Regions from separate parts of the Manis pentadactyla genome. Here region 2 is linked to region 1. Evidence: chromatin contacts called from public Hi-C data. All regions are on one chromosome and are shown on one strand. The core of a region is the stretch at or near the end of the contact, and the rest is flanking DNA. Distances in the headings are between cores, read along the strand shown. Region 1 holds the start of BUD13 (BUD13 homolog). Region 2 holds the start of SIK3 (SIK family kinase 3).

Region 1 (4,064 bases), core at 491-2,990:
GACTCCTTCAGGCTTCTGCCAGGGTCGGGGAGGGCAGTTGTGGGCCTGTTTGGAGTGGGGGATGTCAGATTGCTGCTTCAGTAGCTTTCACACAGTCTGTTTTAGATCCTCTCCACTAGTAGAGGTACATTTCACCAGTACTTAAAACTGGTGGGGATTCTGCAGTGTAAGTGGGGTTGGTTCTTGTCTGGCAGACATGACCCCTTCCTGCCAGGAGCTTTGTAACACTGATGTGCTGTGTTCTCTTTCCTTTAGATCCTTGAGGGCAACAGGAAGGCCTGCTTTATTATGAACGATCCAGCAGGAAATAGCTACCTGCAGGTACAGTAGTGGGCCCTGCCTGATACTTCATGGAGATATATTTCCTGACCTGAATAGAATATCATTTCTCCAGAAACTGAGAGACTTGATAAGGAACCTTTTAGCAGAAGTTGGAAGATAAGGGAGGAGGGGGGAAGGTAGGAGAGACTGTAAGTGCCTGTGAAGAGGGAGAAAGGACACTCCTAAGCTCCCTCTTCCACTAGTCCAGCTCTCGTCTCTGGGTCTGGGTCCCCCAGGAGAGTTTTCATTTTCAAATCTGATGATGGAGCGAAGAGAAATAGTGCCAAGTCCGAGGCCAAGACAGGAAAACGGAGAGTCTTTAAGCCAACTAGGGAGAGACTCTAGTGATTGATAGTAACTTGAACATCTTTTTAGCAGTCATTATGGGTTAGGCAAAACTGCATGATTCTGCATGATTAAAGTTATTGCCATGCTCTTTGTAAGAAGGCGCAGAGGAAAACATTTTAGGCAGACTGTTTCCTAATTCTCCCTGAGGTTGGACATCCTGCTCCCGGCCCACAAGGGCTCTGTTGCCATCCAGTTGTCAAGAATAACAATAGGGAATCGGAGACCCTTAGTAAGAGAACATCTCCTTAAATCCTTGGGAAAGGGGGAGTTGGAAGCCATCTGGGGGCAGTGGGCAGCAGAGGGGCAGCAGGGGCCATGGGCGCTGATTCCCGGTTTGGTCTTGCAGAATGTGTATGCGCCTGAAGATGATCCTGAGATGAAGGTGGAGCGTTATGAGCGCACATTTGACCAGAATGAGGAGCTTGGGCTCAATGACATGAAGACCGAGGGCTATGGGACAGACCTGGCCCCACAGCGGTAGCAGGGGAGCAGCTCCTGGGCCAGCCTCTGGCGCTGCTCAGATCGTAGGGTTATTTATTTCTGTTGGAAAAGGTGCGGAGATGTAGGCACACTATGTGAACGGTTTGTGATGGAAGTGTAAGCGTGGTGGGCTACTTGACCTTATTTTGGAGGTTTTGATTGGCCTGGGAGGAAACCCAGAAGGTAACTATGGAGCATGTCACCCCTTTTGTCCTGTTACATCTTTCCCCTCCCTCCACCCAGTGCCCTCTTCTCTTGGGCAGGAACTCTCAAGTTGGAGAATGTAGAAGACAGCTACATCTAGAGTTTGAGAGTTGGTTTGGGTATATAAAATACTGCTTTTCAACAGGAAAAGAGTCTTCTGAGGGAGGGAACCCAGCATAGGTGACGAAATTCTCATTAAAATGATGGCTTTCAAACAGCACTATCTTCTGAATTCACTCTGTCCTTGTTAGATACCGTGCTGGTAGAATTCAGCCCCGAAGGAAGTTTCTTCCAGTGTAGCCACTGTAATTTGGGGATTGGAGCTGGCATTTCAATTATTCCTTCAGTAGATGTTGGAGTGCTGACTGTGTCAAGCATGCCACAGGACTGAACAAAATAATAGTGTGTTTTCATGGAGCTTTAGTGTAGTGGGGGAAACTGGCAAACAGTGGGTTTGGGGTTGACGATAAACTGGCAAGTAAAACCGTCTGCCAGGCGGTGTAAATGTGAAGCAGGGAAGGGTATGGTAGTGCCAGCAGAGGTGGGGGCAGGTGTTCCCGAGAGTAGGCAGGGGCCATCTCAACAAGAAGGTGGTCATTTGACCTTTCGGCAAGGCTGAGAAGGAGGCAGGGGAGTAAGCCCCATGGATAGCCGGGGAAAGACGTTTCTATGCAGACGGGAGTATGTGTATAAAAGCCTCGAGGTTAAAGGATGTTAGAGCCAGTTGGGGGTATTTGGGGTCATCTGGTCCCACTCTCATTTACAAATAGGAAAGAGGTTCAGGCAGCCCAAAGTTGCTCTAACGAGCACCGCAGCCTAGGGCCCTGGGCTCCCTAGCGCGTGCTCTTTGCGCTGCCTCAGCCACTGGTGCCTCCTGCGGTGCAGACCTGTTACTTGCTGGGGACGCTAGACAAGCCTCGGTGCTCTAGGCTGCTGCCTTAACCAAAGCATCCAGTTACAAACAACAGTACTCATGCCATCCACCCTCACCTTCCAGTCAGCCCTTCTCAGAGGTCACACGCGGGCTGTTCCACGTGGAAAACGTTCTCATTCTCTGTGCTCTACTTCTGTTGGGTTTGGCAGCGGACCACCTCTTCTTAGCCCTTGGTCTCTGGGATACTGCTTTTCTCTTACTGTGATCATTCCTTGTTGGAATTTCTGCCTCCTCCCTCTTCATTAAATGTATTTGTCCAAGGAGTCTGTTTTCAGACACCTCTCCCTATTGAATTCTTCGGCATTTGACGACTTTTCATGTGGGACTGACCCCCATACTTGTATTTCTATTTTCTGTCAGTGAGGCAAGAGTTAGGTGTTTTAAGACTTCAGGGACTAAGGTTATCAGGTGACTCACGTGAACTATAAAGCTATAGATAGCACTTTGAATAGACTTACCCCTTTAGTACTGGCACCACTAATGCTCCAGTTTCCTGGTCTGTAAGATAGGGATTATAATGCTATCTACTTGGTAGGATTATTGTGAGGATTAGTGAATTAATAATTCTGAAGTGCTTTTATATGTATTTTCTCTCATATAATACAAAAACTAAAATGTCTCTGTTCTGCTTTAAACCTTTCCTGGAAAAAAGTAGCTGTAAATAAAATCATCCTCATTTTACAGGTGAGGAAACAGCTTCAGAGAGGCCAGGTAACTTCCAGAAGGAATTAAACCTTCTAAGAAGCAGGCTTCAAACTCAGGCCAGTGTGAAACTTGAGCTCTGGACATTTTAGGTCAAGTCTATAACTACTGTATTTGCTTTATTAGATGAAACTACAGAGAGGGCAAAGCTCAGACCCTCCACTGGGCATAAATTAATTTGATCCTGCTTAACTGCTCTGGGAGGTAGACAGGGTTGGGACCTGAGCTCGGGTCTTGTCAGGCTAAACCTGAATAGAATGGGTAGCAGTGGAACTGAGGACAGAAGAGGGCAGGAGGTGTGCTGGTGTGGTTGAGGGCTGTACTGGTCATGTTCACTGGAGCAGAAATATGACTTTCAAATGCCTGCTGATGCTGGGGTGGAGGCAGGGCTGTGGAGTTAAGTTTGTGATACACCAAAGTGGACTGGAGGCCAAGGCAGGGCTGGGTATGGGGGACCTGGGGAGCCTTCCAGCTAGTGAGGCTGTATCTCAGTGCAGCGTCCCCTTCGCAGAAGCCCAAAGAGACCCAGCCTGCTTTCCTTTTCTGGCCTCTGCTGTGGTCACTCAGTAGAGCAGAGTGGTTAAAAGTTCAAGCTTTAAGGCAGTGATCTCCAAACCTGTTTTGTTATATATACATATTTTTTGAGCATGTATCCCAAGATATGCATGTTTATTTGTGAAGTATAACAATGCCTTCTTGGCTAATATGTCTTGAAACAGTGACAAAAATTTAATGTATAAGGAAAATATGCTACTATTTATTTAAAATCTGGATTACCTTTTGTACTCCACATTGCTAGCTTCTGCTCCCAAGGTCATGTTTTGGCTGTGTGAAATTGGGAAACTTCCTTAACCTCTCTAATCTTTGGTTTTCTCATCTGTAAACTAAGGATAACACTACCACCTGAGATGCGGGAGGATTAAATGAGATAATTCGAATAAAGCTCTTAATGCCCACAAGGAGAAAAGTCTTCCTTTTCTCCCAAAACGAGTATTAGAATTTTATTAATATTAGCTTCCCTCTTTTGCTGTGCTGAAAATTGATCCAGGTCCTTTTCGTGGGAAAGATTCTACAC
Region 2 (3,724 bases), core at 665-3,164, 290 kb before region 1:
GAGCATAAGTGACGTAACACACAGCTTTCAGATTCTGGTCATTCTCAGGGACAAGTGTGATCTGCTTGTGCTCTGTGGAAATGAAACCAATGCTCCATTTTCCAGTTTCTCCCCTGAGGCTGCTTTGTTTTTGACATCCTCCAGCGAGTGGCGCAAGTCGCAGTACTCCACGTCCAAATGATCTCTGCGAGCAGAGAGGTTGTAAAGTCACTAGTGAGGATGGTTTCAGTCTCCAGAGTAAAACTTTTTTTCCCTTGCCTTCTCGCCAGCTAAGCTTTCTGTGAGACCCTCTCCTCCTCCCCTCAGTGGGACACTGGGGCGCAGTACCAAAGTTAATACATAGGCCCTTCTAGACGCAGGTGAGTGGTGTCATGAAGAGGTAAGAGAGGCTGCTACATTCCATCATTTATCTGGGATTGAATGAGCTCAGCCAATGAAAGGGCTTAACCAGTGCAAGAAGCCGAGGACAAATTCATCCTTCTTCTTCTTTGCTAGTAAAGGAGCCAATTAGTGTTAATTGTGTGGGCAATTTGGAACAGCCACCAGGGAATTGATCCAAGACCAATTGTGGAATGACCTCTCTGTCCCGTCCTGGTCCTAGACATTACTCATAGTCAGATGGGGAATCAGAGTGCAAGTAAATATCTTTTGGTCAGAGAGAGTAAAACTGCGCCCTCCTCACACACCTACAGTCCCCTGGGCATCCACATTTAATATCGTACATGCAGTGACCTGACAACACAGCTGAGACACGCAGGTGGATGGATGGGGACTGGACTGAAGGATGCACGTTCACATCGGAGTGTCTGCAAGTCTTCCCTCCTCCCCGCTAGCCTGCTGAAGACCTTGTCACTGACAGCCCGATAGCCTTTCCCTCCTCAACCCCAACTAAAGCGGTTAGGTCCACCTACTTAATAAAGGGAAGGGGGGAAAAAGGGAAATCTGGAGGGTGTGGAATGCCAACTAACAGAGGAGCAAAGAAAGAGGCGAGATTTATTATTGGAATTACAGTGTGATCACCTTTAATGTCCTTGGGAGGGTCACCAGTAGGATGGAATTTTTATTTTATTATTTACATACTTATTTTGCCCAACAGACTGTCGTCTGTCTACATAACCGTGACGTGGTTTGCGGGCAGTGTGCACCGCTGCTTCATCAGGGTCATACAAGCGATGCAAGTGGGACGCCGGCACTCTGACAGTCACCTGGCTATAGAATTGTTCGGGGACAGGGTGGGAGGAAGGAGAATGGGCACCTCCCGCGGCCCCCGCCCAGCCAGTGGCTGGGATGCCTGTTTGGGCTGGTTCCCCCGCCCTCCAGCACGCAGATCCTGGTTTCCCCATTGCCCTCCGTTCGCTGACAATTAGGTTGGTTGCGCCGGTGAGCCGGGTTTTGTAAGAGGAAGGAATTTTACTGAAGAATTCCCCTGCCTCGCTCCCGCCTGGTTACCTATTCCTGCCTTTGCGGCCTCAAGGGCTAAAGTGGGACGCGGCTGGTATTTTTGGTGAAGAGGAAACATTTTGCGTTAGAGAGCCTGGGTGACCGCTGAAGTGGGACAGAGGGCGCACTAGGGGTCACCTTAGCGATGCCACACGCGGCGGGGCCGGCTCTGCGTCTCGGGAGCGCGGCGGAAGCTCGGGGCGCGCGAGGGCGCTGGTGGCGCCCACGGTGCCCTCCCCAGAGGGGGGCGCCCGGGAGCCTGCGCCTCGGGAACCCGGCCCACGCGGGAAGGTCGAGCTGCCCGTGAGGTCACGGTTGCCATGACTCCGGGCAATGACGCGCGTCGGCACGTGACGCTCGGTTGCCATGGCGCCTGGCCCCGGCGGCGCGGGCGCCCCGCCCCCCGGAGTGACGTCCGTCAGCCCCCCCCCCGCCCCCGTCCTTTTCCCGCCCCCCCCGCCCTCTCCCCCCCGCCGGCTCCCGCGGCCCGGGAGGTTTCACTGCACAACAAGATGGCGGCGGCGGCGGCGAGCGGAGCTGGCGGGGCTGCCGGGGCCGGGGCGGGGGGAGCCGGGCCGGCCGGCCGCCTGCTGCCTCCGTCCGCCCCGGGGTCCCCGGCCGCCCCCGCGTCGGTGTCCCCGGCGGCCGGCCCGCCGCGTCCCCCGGCCCCGGCCTCCCGCGGGCCAGTGCCTGCCCGCATCGGCTACTACGAGATCGACCGCACCATCGGCAAGGGCAACTTCGCGGTGGTCAAGCGGGCCACGCACCTCGTCACCAAGGCCAAGGTAGCGGCGCGGTGGGGCCGGGGGCCGCGGGTGCGCAGCCCGGGACCTGGCATCCGAGTGCGGCGGCGGCCGGAGGGACCGGCGACAGCGCGCCGAGGGGTCGGCGCGGCGAGCGCGGCTCGGGCTGTCGGGGAGCGCGGGGCACTAGGGCAGCGGGCAGGGGCCGTCGGGGCGGCGCGGGGGGCGCGAGAGGGGAACTCCGGGGCGGAGGGGAGGGGCCCGCCGAGCTCCGGGACCCGGGACGCCGGGGGTGGGGAGGGGGCTCCCCGGAGGGCAGCGCAGGGGCTGGGTGGAGAGAGGTTTGAACTCTGGCCGAGCCGGGAGACTGTACGCCAAGACGACTGTGGAACCAGCAATTAGGAAATCCTGCGGGAAGGAGGGCAGGGGCACAGGAAATGGGCACCAGGAGGTGGGGGAAGACAAGGGCGATCTGGTCAGGAGAGGGCCAAGGACGGCGGGGATGTGCCCCAGGGGTGTGCGGTGGGCGCAGGGTGCGGGGAGGTAGCAGGCGCCTGGGACCTTATGACAGGTCCGATCCGCGTTGGATCGGCTCTGACGGGTGGACGGTGGGAATGGGAGCCTGAAGACCGACAAGATTATTATGACTGGAGGAGGCGATGTAGAAAATGGGGAAATCAGGAGGGAAAATTACTTTGCTCTTCCGCAGGAAGGGGCGCACATGGTGGCACTAGGTAAGCAGGGGTTAAACAATTGGGGAGAGCTGGAGTGCCGGTTATTTTTAGTTGCTGGACGGTCTGGAATTGTGGGCTTCATAGAACGCAGGGTGGGCTCACGGTGGTCGGGGGGAAGGCCTGGTGACCGACGTGTGTGAGGAACCCGGACACCAGGGGATCACACTCACGGGGCCCTTTGGTTCTCAAGGGATTTGTGGAGCTGTAGTAGTGAAATTAGCCAAGGTCGATTAGGAAGCCATATATGTACACACATAACATTTTACGTAGAAGATTCATTTTTCCTGTGGAAGTACGGGTGAGCCCTTTCCTGTAGCCTTCGTCACTGGGACTGTTGGAATGTAAGAACTCAGAAGGAATCGTTGGGTTTTGATAGGAGCCACAGAACCCGTTTGTACTCCAGATTTCCTTCTTTGCTAGGTCCTCACTTGAATGAATACTTTCAATGTAGTCATTCATTGTATTTGGACTCTGGCTTGTTTCCCTCCACCTGACTAACGGGCACCCTTGTAGTTGCTGCTGGCCACCAGACCCTCATCACGTCCCCTCCCCTCAGCCTAGCCTCTGCTTATCATCACCTACCTGGTTTTTGATTTTATGGCAATGGCTTGTTTTCAGAAACCAGCTACTTATCAAGGCCTTCTCTCCTGCCCACTTAGAACCTGAAGTCCTTTTCCCCTCCTTTCTGTCAAAGACTGCAAGAGGCCTTTTTTCCCCCAGGTGATGGGGTGGGTGGGTGGCTGTGGCAAATTGATTGGTCAGTTTCACTTCCTCTGGGGGGGGGCCCCCTTCAGCCTCCTGTCAGTT

Evidence for each region. A called contact is a pair of places that touch in the nucleus more often than the background predicts.
Region 2: a contact with region 1 is called in a Hi-C map of fibroblasts, with 2.9 times the contacts expected there. The contact joins the promoter of SIK3 here to the promoter of BUD13 in region 1.

What each region holds. Positions count from the first base shown.
Region 1 is chr13:3,990,653-3,994,716 of mManPen7.hap1, reverse strand. It overlaps BUD13 (BUD13 homolog), which reads left to right and starts at 1,740. Exons shown (of 9, transcript XM_036919820.2): 1 at 1,740-4,064. It overlaps ZPR1 (ZPR1 zinc finger), which reads left to right. Exons shown (of 14, transcript XM_036919821.2): 13 at 256-321; 14 at 1,016-1,573. The coding sequence ends at 1,150.
Region 2 is chr13:4,282,563-4,286,286 of mManPen7.hap1, reverse strand. SIK3 (SIK family kinase 3) reads left to right here and starts at 1,914. Exons shown (of 25, transcript XM_036919831.2): 1 at 1,914-2,225. The coding sequence starts at 1,953.